Regions from separate parts of the Mus musculus genome. Here region 1 is linked to region 2. A link is a contact called in public HiCAR-type data. All regions are on one chromosome and are shown on one strand. Each heading gives the region's core, a stretch centred on a gene start, on an enhancer-like site or on the middle of the called end of the contact. The rest is flanking DNA. Distances are from core to core; before and after follow the strand shown.

Region 1 (4,181 bases), core at 1,409-3,908, 380 kb before region 2:
GTGGACACGTTGCCCCTCCTTAGAATTGGGAACAAAACACCCATGGAAGGAGTTACAGAGACAAAGTTTGGAGCTGAGACGAAAGGATGGACCATCTAGAGACTGCCATATCCAGGGATCCAACCCATAATCAGCTTCCAAACGCTGACACCATTGCATATACTAGCAAGATTTTGTTGAAAGGACCCAGATGTAGCTGTCTCTTGTGAGACTACACCGGGGCCTAGCAAACACAGAAGTGGATGCTCATAGTCAGCTATTGGATGGATCACAGGGCTCCCAATGGAGGAGCTAGAGAAAGTACCCAAGGAGCTAAAGGGATCTGCAACCCTATAGGTGGAAAAACATTTTGAACTAACCAGTACCCCGGAGCTCTTGACTCTAGCTGCATATGTATCAAAAGATGGCCTAGTCGGCCATCACTGGAAAGAGAGGCCCATTGGACACGCAAACTGTATATTCCCCAGTACAGGGGAATGCCAGGACCAAAAAAATGGGAATGGGTGGGTAGGGAAGTGGGGGGAGGGTATGGGGGACTTTTGGGATAGCATTGGAAATGTAATTGAGGAAAATATGTAATAAAAAATATTTTAAAAAATTTAGTTTTTAGCTATGACAAACTTGAAATTCAGCTTTTAAGTTAATATATGCATACACACATATGCACATATATAGCCAATACATTTTATACACACATAAACACATGCACACACACACACACACACACACACACACACAACACAAAAGAAGGAGAGACTGAGGGAGATTAAATCGGCATTTTATACAGCATCTGAAGGAAGCTCTCTGTAACCAAACTGAAAGTGGATAAAATTTGGAGAAGGGAAAGAAAGAAAAAATGATGGTATACATATCAGTATCAGAGGTATAGATTGGAGATCTAGGAAACATAAGTGCTATTATCTCCCTAAGGGAGTATAGCAAAACATTGAGAACCAACTTCCACTCTCCAGGCAGTGCCTATGGCCAAAACTTTGAAGACATAACTTTAGTGGGTAGGAAAGGAGGTGCTGGACTGACAGAGAGCTGAGAGGGCTGCCAGAGGCCATATTGGGAATCAGGGCAAGATAATTAATGGAAGAGGGGAAACTGGGGTGAAGGGTCAAATGCTGCTTCTGAGAAGCTACAAAGAATTTGAGCTGAGATGGGCACCAGTAGCACTGCTGAAAGTTGTCATGACATGTCATGTCATGTCACATTTTCGAGGCCTTTGGGAAGCAGGGACTCCCAGAGCTAGTTGCTTTCTCTTCTTCCTTTTTACCCCCTCTTCCTTTCTGTTAATTCATGTGTGTAGATTTATTAAATCCTCATATTTTCAGTTTATTTTCATTTTGATCTATTTCTCTAATGTTATTTATATTTAAGTAAAGAATTCTTGTACATTAAAACAAAATAAAATCCACAGCTACAAAATTATATAGTATATGTAGGTATTTGTGTGTATTTACACATACATATTTGTGTTGACCTAGTTCTGATTTTTTTTTTCACCTAATTATCATTATGGAGATTTTTCATCCTAATCTGTATGCATAATGCATAATTATGTTAAGTTTGTGTAGTGTTTCTGTTGGACACAATATAAAATTCACTGCCAATTTCTATTAATAAGGGTGTGCTTGCTGATTCTAAGTTCCAGTTCTTGATTAAAAATGACTGTAGTGAATATTCTTGTATGTTTCTTTTTAAGTATGTGCAAAATCTTTGGGTATCCTTGAAAACATAGTACGTATTTGAAAGGTGTACTATGTGCATAAAATTTGTGACTTTTGTGCATAAAAGAGCTTAATTGCATGCAAAATGTATTTTATTTAATACTTTAACAGAGGGTGTATAGTAGTTTCAGAATTGAGCCCCCAATGGAGGAGCTAGAGAAAGTATCCAAAAAGCTAAAGGGATCTGCAACCCTGTAGGTGCAGCAACATTATGAACTAACCAGTACCCCGGAGCTCTTGACTCTAGCTGCATATGTATCAAAAGATGGCCTAGTCAGCCATCACTGGAAAGAGAGGCCCATTGGACACGCAAACTTTATATGCCCCAGTACAGGGGAATACCAGGGCCAAAAAATGGGAATGGGTGGGTAGGGAAGTGGGGGGGGTATGGGGGACTTTTGGGATAGCATTCTAAATGTAATTGAGGAAAATACGCAATAATGAAAAATATTTAAAAAAATAAAAGAAGGAACAAATAAATCTTATAAAAATTAAAAAAAAAAGAAAAGAAAATGTGTCAGCTTGATGGAAATTTCTAGATAGGAATGAGACTCCTGTGTGAAAACCTCATTAAAAGAATGTGAGTGGCAATAGGTGGGTCAGGTCTATGGCAGCTCAGGAGAGCCTGGACTCTTATTATGATACTACCTGGGACTTTATTATGTAAGTTTTATGAGACATCCCAGAAAACTATTTGTTTAAAATATTTCAAAGCCAGGAAAAAAGTTCAACTTGTAGTTCAGAAGGAAGAGAAATTGGAAACATCTGGTGAGTTCAGTTGCAGACATGGCTTGAGCTGACGTGCGATGTAATAACCAGGCAGCTGACTAGTCCAGTCTAATTCTGGTGAATAATATTTTCTCAGCAGTCTCCTGGCCATAGAGTATCAAAAGGCAATGGGAACATGTTGTAAAGTGCCTTGATGCCTGGAACAATTACACTCTGGAAACATTGTCTTGGCTGGCTGAATATGACCACAGCCACAGCTCACTCTGCAAACAGAATTAGTCATGGAGAGACTGTCGAACAGCATTCTGCAGAACTTTCTTGTTCAGGTTCAGCGCATGATATCATGTTGTGCCTTCACACCCTGGAATGATATTGATGCCAAACACTAGGCATAAAATATAATGTAGGACTTTGCTTTGCATGGTTAGATAAGAAGTCTTTCTCAGTAATTGCTGACTGTTGTCTTTGTAGAGTTATTTTATGTACATGTGGGTCTGTATTTCAGGTTTATCTTTTATTAGTATTTTAATATTATGAAAAAACATAAATTATTGGTGTCTATAGAAACACAATGATCTCCAGTTCCTTCATGTGCTTTTGTGTCTTTCTGATCTTTCATCTCTCAGTATTCTTCCCATGAAAAAAATTACTTTTTGTTCCCAGTGTACATATACCTTGTGATTTTTGTATTTTAATTTATTTATATGCCTGTATTCAACCAATTATGTCTGATTTTTTTAAATTTAAAAGTGATTATTTATTTTTGTTATGTGTGTATGTGTGGTTGCCTGCACGTCTGTTTGTGCATCACACATGTGCCGGATGCCCACAGAGGCCAGAAGAGGGAGTAGCAGCCATGTATGTGCTGGGAACTGAACCCTGGTATGTCACAAGAACCACACGTGCTCTTAACTGAGCCATCTCTCTAGCTTCACTTACCTGCCTCTTAAAATTAGGCTGATTTGTAAGTATGTTCCTTGTGATGAGTAATTGGAGAATTTATTCACAAATGAAGAACAAATGTTTATAACAGAGATGAATCAACTAGGTAATAACAAGACCACACAGTACTTTGGTATAAAATCTAATTTGGCTGCTAGTACTCATTTTTTTTTCTTCTATGGGTCCACTCTTGTATCTGGCTTTTTTTTTTAAGACTATCTTTCCCTGTAATTTTCCAAAGGCAATTTTCTTTCACTGAAAACATCAGTGAGTAAATCTGCAATTATTGACCACTTTTGAAGGCTGCTGATGGTTTTGCGATCTGATGGAAGAGGTAAGTGTGCTCTAATGGAAAGTTAGAGTGTTTTCTGCTCTATACAGATACTATAACCTAAAGTATGGCTAAAGCCAAGTCACTGCCTCAAATTAAGGAAACCTCAGAAATATTGTTCATAGTATTAATTAATTGTTCACATTATTTATAAACCAGTACCATCAACCAGTACTTATTGAATATTCCCTTATACCAAATACAACTCTGAATATTGTAGCAGACATCAGCTAGACATCCAAATTGGTACAACACACAGTGACACATAGATAGGGATTTTTCCAACTTTGGTTTTAGTATCATTCTGCATTCAGTTAATAAAAACATTTTCTTTAAGTTGAATATGACTTTTATATATCATTTGTTCTATCATTTACTGCATTTAATCTTTAGAAAACTACTCTTTTAGTCTGTTTTCTGAAAGAAAAGCTTTCTTTCTTGAATGC
Region 2 (4,024 bases), core at 654-3,153:
CTAATCTTGGATGACTATAATGAGTAGATGAGTATTACTTTATATCCTTATCTCCAGCTATCTTCTCCATTTCATGCTACAACTACAATAAGATTCCAAATGCTCCTTTATGTGCCCTCTGGTATACCATCTCTTTGGATTCTGCAGTGTCTTCAGTAAGTCTAAGGGCTATCTTTTGACAATGCATCATCTATAGTGAGCGGTTTCCATGCTTTTCCAGTTACTGTTTTTCTGTCAAGAAGTCTACAAAATTTGATTTTCTTTGTTGAAATAATTCTCCTCCTCTTTTACTTGCCTTTCTCATAGCTCTTACTTTATCGTAATTAATAGGTTTTTAAAAAGACTTCTTTCTAAGACTGAAAGCTACTGCAGTTTAAGGTTAGCCTTCATCGATCATATAATAACCTTTGGTACTTGGTCCATGGCTTTGCACATAGATGTTACACAAACACTAAATGGCATGAGCTGTACCCATTAATCCAGCAGAGCACATTTGGAGTTAATGTATTCATTGTATGCCCTTGATTTAGAGTGCCTATAAATTTTCAATAGGTTAAATATTCTTAAGATTTTCATTTCTTTAAAAATGAATGATCACCCTTTCTAGCATAGGAAGTTTTGGATTTTGAGTTCATTAAAACACTTCCAGATGTTATAAATTTATTTTTAAAAGAGTAAAGAGTAAACAATAGGGCTGGTTCACAAAAAAATTGAAAGCAGTAAAACTTATGTTCTCAAATGAAGGACCACTTAAGAGTCACAATTAAAAAATGAAACTAACATGGAAATTTACAAAACTATCACAAAATTTTTGTTAATTTCAAATTAAATTACATATTAAACACAAAATGTGCCTATTTTAAAACCTATTTTAAGACTAAAAGTTAAATGGGTATATGAAAGAATACTACAATATAATAAATTAAAATAAGTTTTACACATTTTGTTCAAATTGTTTTCAATGCTATTAACCAAATTTCCTTGAGGCTAAAGCATTCTAAAAGAGAAAAAACAAAACAAAACAACAGCAACAAATATACAAACTCTCACATCAAAGTATTAAAATGACCTTATTATCACACAAATGTAGACTCCTTATTTGAATTGCAAATGTTTAAAGCTTTCTTTTGTGACTAGATTTCTTGGCTTAAATCTCCTAGAGAACTGGGGAAACTTCAACTGATTTAGGTGAGTATGCCATGGATATTTGCAAGGCAGGTAACAGTGTTCTGGTGACAACTCTTGGGTGTAGGAGTTCCAACTCACATTTTTGTTATTAGGGGAAAGTTAGCATGTAAGGGACATGCACATTGACCTACATTCAGCATCAGGGTTGTGTCACCCTGATGACTGCCAAGAGTCCAACCCATGCAATCTGGACTAAAACACTAACTTGAATGTGGTTGTTAAGGGTAGGTCAATAGTAGAAAGTTAGCAGTTGGATTAAATTGTTGTGCTCAAGTTGAGAAGGGCTGAGTGAGATTTCCCTAACTTCTGTTTCTCAGACTAAATTGATGATGTACTACATCCTCTTATGGTGAGATGTGCAAGAAGAAACAAAAGATTGCTTGTTGATTATTTATTATGATGACTAACTGGGAAGAAATTCATAGCTAAAGTAGGATTATTTTAGGACAATCAACTGGGATTTTTTTGTTTTCAAATTTCTCAAAATAAGCTAAAACCCTGATAGACCCTTCAAAGAACCATATAGATTTAGAAGTGGAAATAGAAAAGGGTAAGGCTGGAGAAACTTAACTGAAATTCACACTAAGTCAAAGATGGTAATTTTATAGCTTCACTTTTTTTGGTACAGAAAATGCCAGAACAAAGTACAAGCAGACAGCCAATTGGGACAGCATGACACACCACTGGAAAAAATGACTGGCTAGGATACAGTTACAAGAAAAGTAAGATCATTGTTGAAGCCACGTTAGCATACCCTGCTCAAATTATATCTGATTCTCTAGACACTTCTTCTGGAAGATTCCCCAAAACAAAAGCAGGGCAATTACATAAATTGTTTTCCAGGCCAACCTTGCTGATTTAGTGTGCTGTAAGTTGTTTGCAATGTTTCTCCAAGTAGAGGATCCAGGAAAATTCCTAGTAGTTGTTGATTTTGGATTCTCATCAAATCATTAATGACTGTAGTCACCCTAGTTAGCAACATTATTCCTAGCTGTTATTAAGAAAATAGGGTGCTATGTGAAACCGACAGTACAACAGTAACAGTAACAGCCAGTCAGTGTCCAGAGGCATATACAACCACCACAGTGCTGGGTTTCTTTGTTACCATCCCTAGCACTGCACTGATGTAGTTAACTTTTCTTCTCTTTGGTTAAAAAGATTAGAGATAGCATTTCTCACTTTCTTCTTTTAGTTAACGCCCTAGAACTTAGAGGAAAAGTTCAAGGAAAATGAACCTCAATATTTTAAACATAGATGGCTGCAAAGATATGGACCAAACACCGAAAGAACATTACCAAGATATGGGCCACCCACATTCCAACATGTCCTTCTTTGGTTACTTATGTTCATTTATTATGACAGTGGACTTGGTAGCCCACAGCCAATGTTTTATTTTGCTTGCAAGGTTGTACACACAATGGGGACAGTATTGTTTGGTAACTGTTTTCCCTCTTGTTTAACAAATAGCTGATGGGGCATGGAGCTGAGGACCAGTGACATGTTCAGATTCTAATTAATATTCATGGTTCATTTTTAAATTTGAATTCACTGTTTTCCTAGCTACCTTATACAACAAATTTTAATTAAAGGTCTCCAACTCTCTGTATTAGATATAAGTTTTATAAGAAAATTGTCACTATAATAATAGTATCCACCTTTAAACTCACATACCATTTTTCTTCATTATATAAACACAAAATAAAATCACTGCCAAGTGAAGGAAATACAAGGAAACTTGAAACATTTGCCAAAGACAAGTTTATTAACATTTTCCCAAAGCATATCTTATTTGAAATGCTTATTTTGGAACACTGCTCAAGAGAAATTGTTTTCTCAAAAACTTGTAAGAAAATACTTGGCTAGTAAGTGTCAATTCAAATAGATAAAAGCAAAGGGTTGGATTAAGCGAGGAAGAGAGTCTCCCACAATTAAAATAGTTTCGGAAATTGTTTTATAGTTTGAAATTTAAGTAGTGACATGTCACTTACAGCTTTAACCACCCCATTTTACAGTCTAACCTATTAAGGCCTGATGCAGTTCCTGGCATGTAGGGTTCTCAGAGAAGGTCTATGAGTTTGTCTATTTGTGAGTGTATGTGTGTGTGTATGTGTGATACCTGCATGTGAGCGTGAGCACACACATGGCAAAGCATGTATATAGCAGTAGGAGGATAACTCTCAGTATTTACTTTTGTCTTTCCCCAACTGAATCCAGGAATTGAGTCCAGGTACCTGTTTTGTGCAGCAAGTACCTTCACTCACGGAGCCACTTTGGCAGTCTAAGAATGCCAGTTTAATAAACTATAAAATAGGTTACATATTTTGATTTTATTAGTATGAAGCAAACATTTGTCATAGAAAGTCATGTACAACCAAGAATTGTAGGGCATAGGCCTTATCTCAAAGAACAAAAATCAAACAATAACAACAAAATATATCTAAAGAGCATTTCCATAATTTAAGATTGATTTTTTTTATCTCACATGCGCTATTGTCTCGCCAGCAAGAACACACGTGTGAGAAACCAGATCCTTCTGCAGCAACTTTATTACACCAGTTTCAACACGAAGAGGAAGACCCCAAGCACCAAAAAGGCACTGCTTATATACACCTTAGTGTGGTGTGTCCACACCTGATTGGCTGCTCTCCCAGAGCCTCATCACCATGCCCCGGGATGGGCAGTGACTTGGCACGAATTTACTCTTGCACCTGCGCACATTACTTGTTTACCAGTTAGGCACAGCGGAGGCTCATGATGCCAATTGCTCACGGCTCTCCACATTTTTATATTCTTAATGACATATAAGTGTGTGTGCGCCTATACATAGATATGTGTA

Evidence for each region. HiCAR-type assays count read pairs that join an accessible place to other places.
Region 1: a HiCAR-type map of fibro-adipogenic progenitors shows a contact between it and region 2, with 3 times the contacts expected there. The contact joins two enhancer-like sites. A contact is called at or near these places in 3 of 39 promoter capture datasets (the HPC-7 cell line, embryonic stem cells and liver), 1 of 484 Hi-C or Micro-C datasets (embryonic stem cells) and 1 of 115 datasets of contacts at active chromatin or transcription factors (fibro-adipogenic progenitors).

What each region holds. Positions count from the first base shown.
Region 1 is chr1:45,674,403-45,678,583 of GRCm38.p6, reverse strand. No RefSeq gene overlaps it. Among named protein-coding and RNA genes, the nearest start is that of Gm23216, 9.1 kb to the left of the region's middle. Within about 2 kb of position 2,658, at least 43 of the 459 cell types and tissues checked have an H3K27ac peak or open chromatin away from gene starts, as enhancers often do. A contact at or near this core is called in fibro-adipogenic progenitors, where this site is marked.
Region 2 is chr1:45,297,825-45,301,848 of GRCm38.p6, reverse strand. No RefSeq gene overlaps it. Among named protein-coding and RNA genes, the nearest start is that of Col3a1, 12 kb to the left of the region's middle. Within about 2 kb of position 1,903, at least 31 of the 459 cell types and tissues checked have an H3K27ac peak or open chromatin away from gene starts, as enhancers often do. A contact at or near this core is called in fibro-adipogenic progenitors, where this site is marked.